Regions from separate parts of the Bos taurus genome. Here region 2 is linked to region 1. The links are chromatin contacts, called in public Hi-C maps. All regions are on one chromosome and are shown on one strand. Each heading gives the region's core, a stretch centred on a gene start, on an enhancer-like site or on the middle of the called end of the contact. The rest is flanking DNA. Distances are from core to core; before and after follow the strand shown.

What was found. Hi-C and Micro-C count contacts between places; a contact is called where the count stands out from the background.
Region 2: a Hi-C map of liver shows a contact between it and region 1, with 6 times the contacts expected there. The contact joins the promoter of NDUFB6 here to the enhancer-like site in region 1.

Annotation. Positions count from the first base shown.
Region 1 is chr8:11,186,915-11,193,945 of ARS-UCD2.0, reverse strand. It overlaps CLU (clusterin), which reads right to left. Exons shown (of 9, transcript NM_173902.2): 5 at 6,235-6,643; 6 at 4,503-4,604; 7 at 813-1,042; 8 at 1-97. Among named protein-coding and RNA genes, the nearest start is that of CLU, 13 kb to the right of the region's middle. Within about 2 kb of position 3,110, at least 7 of the 102 cell types and tissues checked have an H3K27ac peak or open chromatin away from gene starts, as enhancers often do. A contact at or near this core is called in liver, where this site is marked.
Region 2 is chr8:11,502,750-11,509,615 of ARS-UCD2.0, reverse strand. NDUFB6 (NADH:ubiquinone oxidoreductase subunit B6) reads right to left here and starts at 4,889. Exons shown (of 4, transcript NM_175787.2): 1 at 4,620-4,889; 2 at 614-706. The coding sequence starts at 4,799. It overlaps LOC112447772 (a long non-coding RNA gene), which reads left to right and starts at 5,004. Exons shown (of 6, transcript XR_009495512.1): 1 at 5,004-5,122.

The DNA.
Region 1 (7,031 bases), core at 1,861-4,360:
GCGGGACCGTCACTGTGATGGGGAAGGAGTTGAAGAGTTTCACAATCACCTTGGTGAGGCCAGACGGGATGCTGGGGTCGGAGTTGTGGGAATTCACCTGGAAGGAGAAAAGAAAGGTCACGACGGGGTGGGGATGACAGTCAACATGGACTCGGCTGGCAACTAAAGTCGGGCTTCATTCGGATCCACGGACCCCTTTGCTTTTCACTCACCTCCACTTTCTATACAACTCGGGGAACAGAAATGCCCTAACCCCACAGACACACTAGTCTGGTGAGGGGGTAAACGCCTTCCACAAAGGGCCAGTCCAGGGGGGGCCCCACCAAGTAAAATATGGTTTCGAGCCGCCTGCTTCCTTTGGGCAGCCACTGGTCAGGTGGTGGTAGAAATAGCAGCAGGGAGAGAAAAAGAAACGTTTCCTGGTACTAGAGTGAGGCTTCTTATCACTGGAGGAGAACAATGGGCCAGTTCATGGGGCCTCCTATGTGAGACAGGGCAGCTCTCCAGAAAGAGCTCTCACCCTGCAGCTGGACGGGTGATCACCCCTCAGGTGGGAGATGCGGGGTAAGCTGTTGAACCACGCCCTTTCCTCACCCATAAAATGGGACTGTGACACTCTGCCTCACTGGGCAACAGGGCCTCCGTGCACCGCTGTGCCTGAGGGTTCGCTTCCTGGGGTAGGACAAGTGCTCCATCGGAAGCAGACATGGCCCCATGAACATCTTGATCCCGTTTCACCCCCAGGGGAGGACCACACGACCTCCAGGCCGCACCGAGGGCGTAGCGGCAGTGCACGGCCAGCAGGGACTCACCGTGAAGACCTGCAGGTAGTGCTGGTCGTCGCTCTGCGTGAGGTTGGCCAGCTGGGACACCCAGGTGAACTGCTCGTTCAGCTGCTTGAGCAGGGCCGACGTGTTGAGCATCTTCTGCTGGTAGGACTGGAGCAGCTGGTCGTACAGCCTGCTGAACTTCTCCGCCAGCTGCAGGGATGCGTTCAGCTGCTGGCGCAGCAGCGTCTGAGTCGGGTTGCTGGCCGAACAGTCTGCCCAGAGAGGCAAAGAACACAGACAGATGACAGAAAGGTGAAGGGAGAGCTCAACAGGGATGCAGACAAATGGCAACCGGGTCACGCAGCCAGGACCTGAGCCAGAGCTACTCAGAATGCCATCTTTCCACCAAGCATCCGCGGTCAGCCCAAGACAAAGCAGAGAGCTGGCCCTGAGTGTGACTCAGCATGTGCTGTCTTCATCAAGAAAGTCTTGCTCTGGAAGATGGTGTCAGCTGAAGTAAACTGTCTTGGTGACATCACTGATTTCTCTTTGGGTGCAAGACCCTGTCTCCCTGGAGACGGGCAAGGAGGGGCACTGCCCCACACCTCATGAAGCATGGCCTCGGGGCTCCGTGTGCTCAGACTAGGAGATCCTCTCACTGCCCTGTCCCCTCAGGAACCATTTCCAGAAGTGGTGGATGTTATCTGTAGCTGCTATTTGTCCAGTACTGCTATGCTTATGCTCAGGCATTACCAAGCGCTCTGGATAGCAGTGATCATTAATAGTCTGATGTATTCTGACGTCCAGCAATGAAACTGAGGACCACAGAGCTAAACCATCTGCCTAAAGTCATAGGATGAACGATTTGGGAGGTCAGGATGGTGAACCCAGAGCTGTAACTCCTAAACTTGGGCTCTTGCTACTCAGTCTACGGCTCTGGAAACTTCTCCAAGCTAGCTTATATCTACAGAGTTGGAAATTCTGGCCCCAAGAAGCTAAGTAGCAGAAGAGCCAGCCAGGATCCTCGGACCACAAGCACACAGGGACTGAGGGCTGTGGGCCCAGGTTTGCCCGCCTGCCCATCACGGCTGGCTACCAACCTCACCAGAGAGTAGGCAAGTTCATTGATTTTGGCCCCCACCCCTACCCCACCCACCGCAGATGGTGAGATAGACAAGAGCTAGAAACAACACTCTCTCTTTAAACACTCTCTCTGTTTTTCTCTCCCTTAATTGTTGAAAAATATGCCCAAAAGAGCACATGAAACTCAAGCAAGTCAGGGAAAAAGGAGGAGTTCTTTGCATACTTCATCATGCTGGTTGTAATCATTTCTATTAATGGAGGAGCAAGCAATCAGGTGGAGCAAGACATAGGATTATGAACAATAAGCTGAGTTGAGAAATACGCACAATGACTACACTCTCTGTGCCAGGGAGTCATTGAAAGTAAGGACAGCCACTGGGAACCAGGATGCAGCCTAGGGCAGTGGCCCTCACCTGGGGCGGTGCTGTCCCCAGGGATATTTGACAAGGTCTGAAAACACTTTTGGTTGTCACAACTGGTCGGGGGGCGGTGGGAGGTTACTGGCATCCAGGGGCTAGAGGCCAGAGATGCTGCTAACTGCCTTACAGTGCACAGGGCAGCCCCGTCACAAACAGAGATCCGGCCCAGGGACTTCCCCAGTGGTCCAGTGGTTGAGAATCCACCTTGCAATGCAGGGGTCACGGGGTTGATCCCTGGTTAGGGAACTAGGATCCCACGTTGCATGCCGCAACTACTGAGCCCACCCACTGCAATGCATGACGCAGTGAAGATCCTGCATGCCACAGCTAGGACCCAATGCAGCCAGATAAAAATATTTTTTAATAGTTATTTAAAAAATGATGAAGCCTATCATTTAAAAAAAAAAAAAAGAATGATCTGGTTCAAAATGCCAGGAGAATGGAGATTGCAAAAGTCCCGTCTGGAGGTCCCAGGCAGCACACACATGCTCCAACGGCTGCAAGCACCTTAGATAAGAGGTCCTAAGTCCTCCTCAATGTAGAAAAAAAACAGTGTTTCAGGAAGTTGTGATCAGTGACGGTTAAGATCGGTATCAGGGGCACCAATCTGAGCTTGGGCGTCGGGAGGTCTCTTCTTCTGGCCCTAAGGTGACTTTCTCACCGTGAGGCACTATGTGATTTATGGCTTTCTAACTGTGATATGTTATGGGCTAAACCCAAGAGGCGGGCGTGTGGGCTCACCTCACTCCTTCATGGATCAGCCTCACATACCACTTGTACTTTTGCAGTGGCTTCTAAAATCACAGCACTGAGACTGGGAATATTTAACTAGACTCTGAAGGGCTGCCCAGGCACCCGAAAGAATTAAGTAAGAGCAAAGCAAACACCCCCCAGGATCGACTCACTCAGTACAGAGAAATAATTAACTCCTTCCTTCCAAGCATAGACTTTTGTGAGCCAGGAAGTGTGTCACTGCTTTTATAGCTGTTTACCTCCAAGTAGGAAGAATTCCGGAGAAGGCAATGGCACCCCACTCCAGTACTCTTGCCTGGAAAATCCCATGGACAGAGGAGCCTGGTAGGCTTCAGTCCATGGGGTCGCTAGGAGTCGGACACGACTAAGTGACTTCATTTTCACTTTTCACTTTCAAGCTTTGGAGAAGGAAATGGCAATCTACTCCAGTACTCCTGCCTGGAGAATCCCAGGGACGGCGGAGCCTGGTGGGCTGCCATCTATGGAGTCGCACAGAGTCGGACACGACTGAAGCGACTTAGCAGCAGCAGCAGGAAGAATTCAGTCCCCTTGATAAAACAGAGAGCAACAGCGGAAGAGAGCTATTTCCTCCAACTCAGGGATCAACCAACCACAGGGAATATGGCCAGAAAGCGAAGGTACCCCGAGGAGAGACCATATGTTCAGGGCAGAGAACATAGCAGCAATGGTGGGGAACACCTCCCAAACACCCCCCAGGAGGGGCGTCCAGTAATCTTGGCAGGTCACCAAACCTTCTCTGACTCAGTCTCCTCCTCTGTAAGAAAAGCAGCCACCCCAGTTATTCTAGGGAAAGAGCAAATGTTTGTAAAGTGTTGAGAAGAAGGGTGTTTGGTAACAAACACACGGCAAGAGTTTGTTTAATAGAGTACGTACTGCTGAAGCACTTCCTCGATGGCTCAGTGGTAAAGAATCTGCCTGTCCATACAGGAGACTTGAGTTCAATCTCTGGGTTGGGAAAATCCCTTGAAGTAGGAAATGGCAACCCACTCCAGTATTCTTGCCTTGGAAATCCCATGGACAGAGGAGCCTGGGCTACAGTCCATGGGTTGCAAAGAGTCAGACATGACTTAGCGACAACAACATACTGTCTAAATTTTCATCGTCTGCAGCCAAAAATGAAGTATACTAGGTTTAGCCCCTGGGAACAGACTGACTGGAGGAAGTCACAGGATGACAGCTTTTTAGAAAGCACCCCTCCCACAGTCAGCCTGTTAACCATGAGCTGATATGATAAGTATTCTGTCTCCTGACCTCAGGGACAACTCTGCATCTTAACCCTCAACCCCAGATGGGGGATCCAGGGAAAGCCAAGCAAAGGCCAGTCCCCCCTACCAAGAGCCACAGCTGAAGGCAGCAGAGCTGGCATTAAACTCCCACCCACGTGACCCGCTAAAGGCAAGCCCAGTGAGGTGCTGGGGACCTGAAGACATAGGAGACCAGGGGGCCCCTGACTCACCCACTTCCAGGATCTCCTGGCACTTCTCGCACTGGTCCTTCATCCGCAGGCATCCCGTGGAGTTGTGGCGGATCTCCTTACACACAGTACGGTCGTTGTTTTCTGGGAACACACGGGACAAGTCACGCAGAGCAACACGGGCTGCCCCCGTCTCTCTGAGCCCTTCCACACCACTGACAAGCCTTTTGAGATGATTCTGCGGGCAGAGCAGGTTGGCATCTGGCTGTCTGCCTGAAGACTGCTGGTCCTCCAGGCTTGGACCAGCAGTGGGACTCCCTGCAGTGGGACCAGGAGATGGTGCCCAGGCCTCCCTGAGCTGGGCATGGCCACGCTCTCACCACCTTCGCCTGCTGACACCTCTCCCACCTCCATACTCCCTTAGCTGTGTGTGCTTCTCTTTGGTATCATAACCCGTTTTGCTCTGCAATCTGTCTTGTCTCGTTTCTCTCCCCCTGGCCAGGCAGCAAGCTCCTTGAAGGCAGGAGTAAGATTTACCTTGGAACCTCCTTATAACACAGGGCGACTCCCCACCCCCCGCAACCTTATGGATATGCAGGAAATGCTTGTTCAGGTCAATTTGTTGTTTAGCCGCTAAGCCGTGTCAGATTCTTTTGCGACCCCATGGGCTGTAGCCTGCCAGGGTCCTCGGTCCATGAGCTTCTCCAGGCAAGAATACTGGAGCGGGTTGCCATTTCTTTTTCCAAGGAATCTTCCCAACTCAGGGTTCTAACCCATGTCTGCTGCATTGGCAGGTGAGTTCTTTAACACTGAGCCACCGGGAAACCTGTTTAAGTCAGTACCCTCCTGTATTTCCAATCCATTACAAGCCAAAACCCAGTGCTGGTCCAACTGTAGCATTTAGGCGATGGGGTTGGCCAACCAGTGTCTATTGGTTCAATGAAAGAAATCACTTCGAAAAATTTCGGCTTTTCATGTCCATGTTAGAGTTCATTCATTCAAAAGATACTCGCTATGTGCCCATTCTCTACCAGACTCTAAGGTTATAGCCACAAACAGCTTTCTTAACTGTACAGTGAGCTGATTATATAATTCATTGCCAGTATATGCATGGCATCCATATAAAGCACCTGAGTTCTCAAGACAAAGAGGTCTAGCCCTCAGGACCAGTGGTCCACAACCTTTTTGGTTCAAGGGATCAGTTTTGTGGAAGACAATTTTTCCATGGACCAGGGAGGGGGAGGGTGGGGGAAGGTTTCAGGATGATTCAAGAGCATCACATTTATTGTGCACTTTATGTCTATTACTATTACACCAACTCCACCTCAGTCAACAAGCATTAAATCCCAGAGGCCGGGAATCCCTACCCTAGAGGAAATTGTTGGAAGGAGCCTGGAAAACTCAAAAGAATACCAGAGTTACAAGTCCTACAGGACTAGATTTGACCAGCCCAGGGGATTTCCCAAACCAGGGATCAAACCCACGTCTCCTGCATTGCAGGCGGAGTCTTTACAGCTGAGCCAATAGGGATGTCTGTGAACCTTTGCGCATGTTCCTACACTCCCTGTCAGAGATGGTAGCCCCCTCCCCAGGTTGCTCCTTGGGGGATTCAGATGATACAGGCCAAGTCCTGGGCACAGATCTGAGCATCTAAGGCTCCCTGCCTCTACACTTCCTTAGCTCCTTAGCTATTCATACGTCTCTTCAGCATCACAGCCTGTTTGACTGGGTTAAGCATCTCAAAGAACTGAGTTTTTGTCCCCCTCCTTCTCACCTGTGAATTCCATCGTGGGGAAGTGGTAGGGAGTCCTCTGCAGGTGGGCGTCCATGGCCTGCTGGGCCTGGTGGATCATGTCGTAGAAGGGCTGAAACACATCGTGGAAGTTGAAGGGTTCCAACAAGGGGAAAGGCATCACGTTCCGGGCAAAGCGGGACTTGGGATTGAAGAAGAGTGACCCCCTCGGGAACGAGCTGAAGGGGGAGTAGTACTGAGTGTCCTGGGGCCTCCGGAGGAAGAACCGGTCCTGGAAGAGCTCGTCCATGATGCTGGACGCCCGGGTGAAGCTGTCCTCCATGACGTCCATCACGTGGCTCTGCTCCCGGTCATTCTCCATCAGGGAATCGATGCGGTCACCGTTGATCCAGAAGTAGAAGGGGGAGCTCTGGTTTAGGAACTCCTCAAGCTGTGACAGGAGGTGGGGGATAGTCAGGGATGCCTCCCCCTTGTCAAGAGGGGCCAGGCCCATTCCAGCACCTGGGACATCTCAGAGTCACAGCATGGGGCGGAGGCCTGGCTGGGAATGGCTCCCATCTCTGAAATGTCCAGGCCAGCCCCCTTCCATTCTGCTGACCCCAGAGGGCAGGAGTAAGAAGACCTGTGAGGCTAAGGAAGTCACAAGACCCGTCAGGTGAGACTAGTCTTCTGTCCTCTTTGACCCCCAATCAGCCAAGCGCCAACCAATAGGACTCTGGGGAAGGGCAAAATTCATGAGTCCTAATTGAGCAAGGCCTGCAGGGGAGGGTAGATAAATATTAGCATACTAAAAATTCTTAATTCCTTTTGCTAAAGAG
Region 2 (6,866 bases), core at 3,640-6,139, 310 kb before region 1:
TGCTGCAACTAGAAAAAGCCCCCGCGAGAAAAGTCCGTGTAGCAATGAAGACCCAGCACAGCCAAAAATAATACATAAATAAACTTATTTTTAAAAATTAACTTTCTGAAAAACCATGCATTAGTTAAGTTTCATTAAACCATCTACTGAAAAGGATTCAAAGTAATTCAAGATCAGTTATAAGGTCTTGAACTTATAACTTATAAGTTATAAGATCAGAGGAGGGTAAGGCAAACCCATAGAGGAAATAATTTTGTACAATATTAACAATATATTCTGGGATTTCCCTGGTGGTCCAGTAGTTAAGAATTTGCCTGTCAATGCCGGGGACACAAGTTCCAACCCTGGTCGGGGAAGATCCCACATGCCATGGGGCAACTTAGCCTATGTGCCACAACTACTGAGCCCACTGCCCTAGAGCCTGTCCTTCGCAACAAGAGAAGCCACCACAATGAGAAGCCAGTGCCCTGCAACGTAGAGCGGCTCCCACTCGCTGCACCTAGAGAAAGCCTGCCCACAGCAACAAAGACCCAGCACAGTCAAGTATACTCAAATAAATAAATATTTTTAAAATAAATAAATTCTGGAAAACACATACTTAAAGCATACTTACAGTCACGTGATACTTGAGATAATAATGAATAATCCAGACAGGAATAAGTACATGAGTAAAAGCAAAGATACTGTGTCGATATGTCTTATAGATCTGGAGGAGAAAAAAAATACATGAGATAAATAGATTTCTCACTTTTTTTTTTGCCAAACTACAGTAATATATGCATAGATGCATGCCTTTAAAAAGACTTCTAAAAATATCCTTAATATAAATTTATGATAAAATATGGCATTAAAAAATGAGAGTAAGTTTCACTGATTTAACCAGAGTAACCAAAACTATAGAATTTTCAGGTAAACTCATTTCCCTGATTTATCAACGTCAGATACGCACGATCAACACCATTTATCAACGTCAGATACGCACGATCAACACAACACATTCCACGTGTAGGGTGGACAACCTTGAGTACACTAATGCTAGAAAAAGAATGTTTTACCTACTGGGATAAGGGTGGCCCAAGCTCACTTTGAGGTGCCTTTACACATGCTGTTTTTAAAAAGAAAGGCAAAGGACAGCTAAAAATGGAGTTTTTCCATGGCAGCCAATTTCAGTGAAAGAGACCTATCCTTTCAGGGAATGGATAACCTAGATTATAAGTGCTATAATAGATATGATTATGGAAGAGAACGTTAACTCTTAAGTAAGGCAAGACAGATTTCAACAAATGATTATTTCCTTAAATCACTGGCTGTCAATTTTCAATCAGTGGCTGCCAGTGAGTAATATCAGAGATACAAACTGGGAGAGGGGAGGAGAGTTGAATTTTACCACCATAAATTAGCATTGAATACGTTCTTTGACAGACTTTGTAGCACAGTAAGAAAGTAGATACACATGGATTTCAAAGTGAACTCCTTCTATTACTAGCCCTGTGACCATGGGTAAATCACTGAATTTTTGTAGGTCTCCATTCCCACACACTTACAATAAGGATGAGGAAAGTTTCTACATTACAGCAGTAAAAACTTAAGTTTTTTATTTATTTTTTAATTTAATTTAATTTTACTTTTTAACTTACAATATTGTATTGGTTTTGGCATATATCAAAATGAACCCGCCACAGGTATACATGTGTTCCCCATCCTGAACACACATAAAAGTGCCAGGCACAAAGTAAGCACCCAAGTGTTATTTATTACCACTATTATTAGCCAAAGTCCCAAGGAATTCTGAGATACAGTATTCATCACCCATAACTGATGTGACTTAACAACGGCTTTAAGAAAATGTGAAGAGACCCCGAAAATAAAGACAACACTTGAATGATCTTCTGCAGAGTAAAGCCCAGGAATGACACCCTTAAACAAAAGAATGCGTTAAATGTACATGGTGGTTAAGGAAGTTCAGTTCAGTTCAGCTCAGTCGTGTCTGACTCTTTGCAACCCTATGGACTGCAGCACGCCAGGCCTCCCTGTCCATCACCGACTCCCAGAGTTTACTCAAACTCATGTCCATCGAATCGGTGATGCCATCCAACCATCTCATCCTCTGTCGTCCCCTTCTCCTCCCGCCTTCAATCTTTCCCAGCATCAGGGTCTCTTCAAATGAGTCAGATCTTCGAATCAGGTGGCCAAAGTATTGGAGTTTCAGCTTCAACATCAGTCCTTCCAATAAACACTCAGGACTGATCTCTTTTAGGATGGACTGGTTGGATCTCCTTGCAGTCCAAGGGACTCTCAAGAGTCTTCTCCAACACCACAGTTTAAAAACATCAATTCTTTGGCACTCAGCTTTCTTTATAGTCCAACTCTCACATCCATACATCACTACCAGAAAAACCGTAGCCTTGACTAGACGGACCTTTGTTGGCAAAGTAATGTCTCTGCTTTTGAATATGTCTGCTGCTGCTGCTGCTGCTGAGTCGCCTCAGTTGTATCCGACTCTATGCGACCCCAGAGACGGCAGCCCACCAGGCTCCCCGGTCCTTCGGATTCTCCAGGCAAGAACACTGGAGTAGGTTGCCATTTCCTTCTCCAATGCATGAAAATGAAAAGTGAAAGTGAAGTCGCTCAGTTGTGTTCGACTCCTAGCGACTCCATGGACTGCAGCCTACCAGGCTCCTCCGTCCATGGGATTCTCCAGGCAAGAGTACTGGAGTGCGGTGCCATTGCCCTCTCCGTTGAGTATGTCTAGGTTGGTCCTAACTTTCCTTCCAAGGAGTAAGTGTCTTTTAATTTCATGGCTGCAGTCACCATCTGCAGTGATTTTGGAGCCCCAAAAAATAAAGTCTGACACTGTTTCCACTGTTTCCCCATTTATTTCCCATGAAGTGACGGGACCGGATGCCATGATCTTAGTTTTCTGAATGTTGAGCTTTAAGCCAACGTTTTCACTCTCCTCTTTCACTTTCATCAAGAGGCTCTTTAGTTCTTCTTCACTTTCTGCCACATAGGTGGTGTCATCTGCATATCTGAGGTTACTGATATTTCTCCCAGCAATCTCGAATACAGCTTGTGCTTCATCCAGCCCAGCATTTCTCATGATGTACTCTGCATAGAAGTTAAATAAGCAGGGTGACAATATACAGCCTTGATGTACTACTTTCCCGATTTGGAACCAGTCTGTTGTTCCACGCCCAGTTCTAACTGTTGCTTCCTGACCTGCATACAGATTTCTCAAGAAGCAGGTCGGGTGGTCTGGTATTCCCATCTCTTTCAGAATTTCCCACAGTTTATTGTGATCCACACAGTCAAAGGCTTTGGCATAGTCAATAAAGCAGAAGTAGATGATTCTCTGGAACTCTCTTGCTTTTTCGATGATCCAGCGGATGTTGGCAATTTGATCTCTGGTTCTTCTGCCTTTTCTAAAACCAGCTTGAACATCTGGAAGTTCATGGTTCCCGTATTGTTGAAGCCTGGCTTGGAGAATTTTGAGCATTACTTTACTAGCGAGTGAGATGAGTGCAATTGTGCAGTAGTTTGAGTATTCTTTGACATTGCCTTTCTTAGGGACTGGAATGAAAACTGACCTTTTCCAGTCCTGTGGCCACTGCTGAGTTTTCCAAATTTGCTGGCACAGCATCATCTTTTAGGATTCGAAATAGTTCAAATGGAATTCCATCACCTCCACTAGCTTTGTTTGTAGTGATGCTTCCTAAGGCCCACTTGACTTCACATTCTAGGATGTCTGGCTCTAGGTGAATGATCACACCATCGTGATCATCTGGGTCGTGAAGATCCCTTTTGTACAGTTCCTCTGTGTATTCTTGACACCTTTTCTTAATATTTTCTGCTTTTGTTAGGTCTATACTATTTCCGTAGTTTATTGAGCCCATCTTTGCATGAAATGTTCCCTTGGTATCTCTAATTTTCTTGAAGAGCTCTCTAGTCTTTCCCATTCTATTGTTTTCCTCTATTTCTTTGCACAGACCACTGAGGAAGGCTTTCTTATCTCTCCTTGCTATTCTTTGGAACTCTGCATTCAAATGAGTATATCTTTCCTTTTCTACTTTGCTTTTCGCTTCTCTTCTTTTCACAGCTATCAACAGCATATCAACAGAACCTTTTCTTTTACAGTAATTAACATGGAGCTGCATTACCAGCTAGAGGATTATCCTGCTTTCGGGTAGTCGAGTGTAGTGTTGGTCTGTGTAATCTCAACCTCAAAAATCACACAAGTGTCCTTGGATACTAAAATCATTGAATTTTAACTCTAGTGAATCCTTGGCCATCCTTCTGAGGAAAGGTTTCCTCAGTCAAAAGAAAGGCAAACCTGTACGTCCTGTATGACCTAGGCAGAGATTCGCCTCCTTCTTATCACACTTGAGAGCCAAAGGGCAAGACAATCCCAAAGCCATACAAGCTCCGAACTCCTGACTTCCAGTGCATGACTCTTGGGACCAGACGGAGTCCCAGACAAGCCGCAGTCTCGACTGAACCTGACTCTCCCTTGGGGAACTTCCGGGGGCAACGCGGCTATAGCGAACAGGTTGTCTCAGCAGCCAGGCCGTGGACTGCGATGGGACGAGAGTGGGTTGGGGTTGGGAAGGGCGGTCACTCACCACGTTCTTCCAGAGAGCTCCGTCTTGCAAAAATTTATTCCAGAATCGCTCCACAGGCGACACCCTCTGCGGAGGCAGCACGGGTTCCCGGGGGCTCAGCTCCTGATCTTTCAGCCATCGCCTTCTTAGCTCTCGAAGCTGCTGCAGCCGCAGTTTCTCCTCGGGCGTATACCCCGACATGTCGCTGCTGATACCAAGGCAGCAAGAGACGGCGCGCACCCGAACCAGGGTCTTGTCACTTACGCGCGCTCCCGCTCTGCAAAGCGACCTTGCGAGGACGCCTGGGAGCGGCGCGCCGTTATAACGTCACTCTGCTCCTGCCTCCGAGCGACTCCAACCTGCACGTAGTGGCTGGGCATGCGCAAAGCCCCGCACACCTCGCCGGCTGTACTGGTCTAAATTACCAGAAGGGGCGGCGGCGGGGATTCTCATTCTTCCAATATCCAGCACACCATTTCTTCCTTAACAGAACCTCTAGTCTTTCGACCTCTCATACTCGTCAGGTAACTAAGCGGCCCCCGCCCCCGCCCTACGGACCTACAGAGTCTGTGGAGACGTTAAGTCTTTTGTCAGTGACTGGAAAAGTGACCCTGAGCAGCTGTCTCAGTCTGTTCCTTCATCTGTTGCTGTTATTGTTTAGTTGCTAAGTCGTGTCTGACTCTTTTGCGACCCCTTGGACTGTAGCCGGCCAGGCTCCTCTGTCCATGGGATTTCCCAGGCAAGAATACTGGAATGAGTTGCCATACCCTTATCCAGGGGAATCTTCCTGACCCAGGGGTCTGCATTGCAGGCGGATTCTTTACAGCTGAGCTACTGGGGGAAGCCCTTCCTTCATCTGTACTGTAGAAGTAAAAAGAATCTCAATATATAGCAGAGTTGTACACATTCACCCTTTGATCCGGTATTCTCACTTCTAGAATTCTATCCTAAAGATATAGTAGTAAAAGTACATGCAATTGTTCACTGCAGCACCATATATATAATAAAATATGGAAATTCCTCAACAAATGGCTAGTTGAATAAATTGTAAACGAACGTAATGAAGTGAGTGCCTGAAAACATAATATTGTTCAGTGAAAAAAAAGCTACGTGGAGAGAAGTGTACATACTACCTTTTATCCAAAAAAGGGAGGACAGTAGTAATGTTATATATAAATTTGCCTATGAAACGCCCTACGGACTATGGCCAACCCAGTAACCATGAATATCTCTAGCTCCTAGATTGTGATCTCTAAATACCATCTTCAATTAAAAGGAGCCAAGACTCCTTAGAGTAGTTAGTTGTTCTTGAAACATTTTGTTCCCTAAATCTCTTTAAATTCTTAAAATTGTGAGAGGGTCCCAAAGAGTTTGTTGATGTGGGTTATATCTATTGATGTTTAGTGCATTAGAAATTAAAACATGTAAAAACAAAAAAAATCTGTTAACAAAAACTACTTAGAAGAGTGCCATTGTAAATTTTTCTAATGTCTGGCTTAATAAATGACAGCAGAATTCTTAAAACTGCTTCTACATTCAATCATAATATCATACATCATGTAACCTTGGGGAACTCTGTATATATTTATGAGACAAAAAGAGTTTAAAAGAGCAAATAGCATCTTAGTATTTTTATGAAAATAATTGTGACCACGCAAACCCCATGATAGGATTACAGGGATGCCCAGGGGCTCCCCAATCACACTTTGAAAACCATCACTTTGGAGAAATAACTAATTTCACATTGGGGTTGGAAATGTAAAATAAGCCTGGAACATCTTATCTTAGCTGAAGGCAGGGAGGTTTTTAAAGACTAGTAGGGTCGTGTCAAAATGATTGAGGAGACAACTTGAATAGACTTACACTGGTCAAAGATGGAATGATTTGAGCATCAGTAAGTATTGTGACTTCAGTGGGTGAATGAAAAATATCAGATACATTTACATACATGATTTTTAAAATGATTTATGATTTTTAAAAATCATGATTTTTTTTCACTATGATTTAAAAAAAAAAACCTTATTGGTCACTTTTTGATGGTGTTAGGGAAAGTGAAAGTGAAAGTGAAGTCGCTCAGTCGTGTAGGACTCTTTGTGACCCCAGTCCATGGGGTGTTAGGGAACCAACTCATTATTTTGAAAACTAAAAAGCAGAGGGAAAAATCAAGCGTTTTTCTGGCCTCATTATATAAATCATAAAGTAACAAAATAGTTGATAAGGAGAAATTTATTCAAAAAATCTAAAAACCTAATAAGAATAGATGGCATA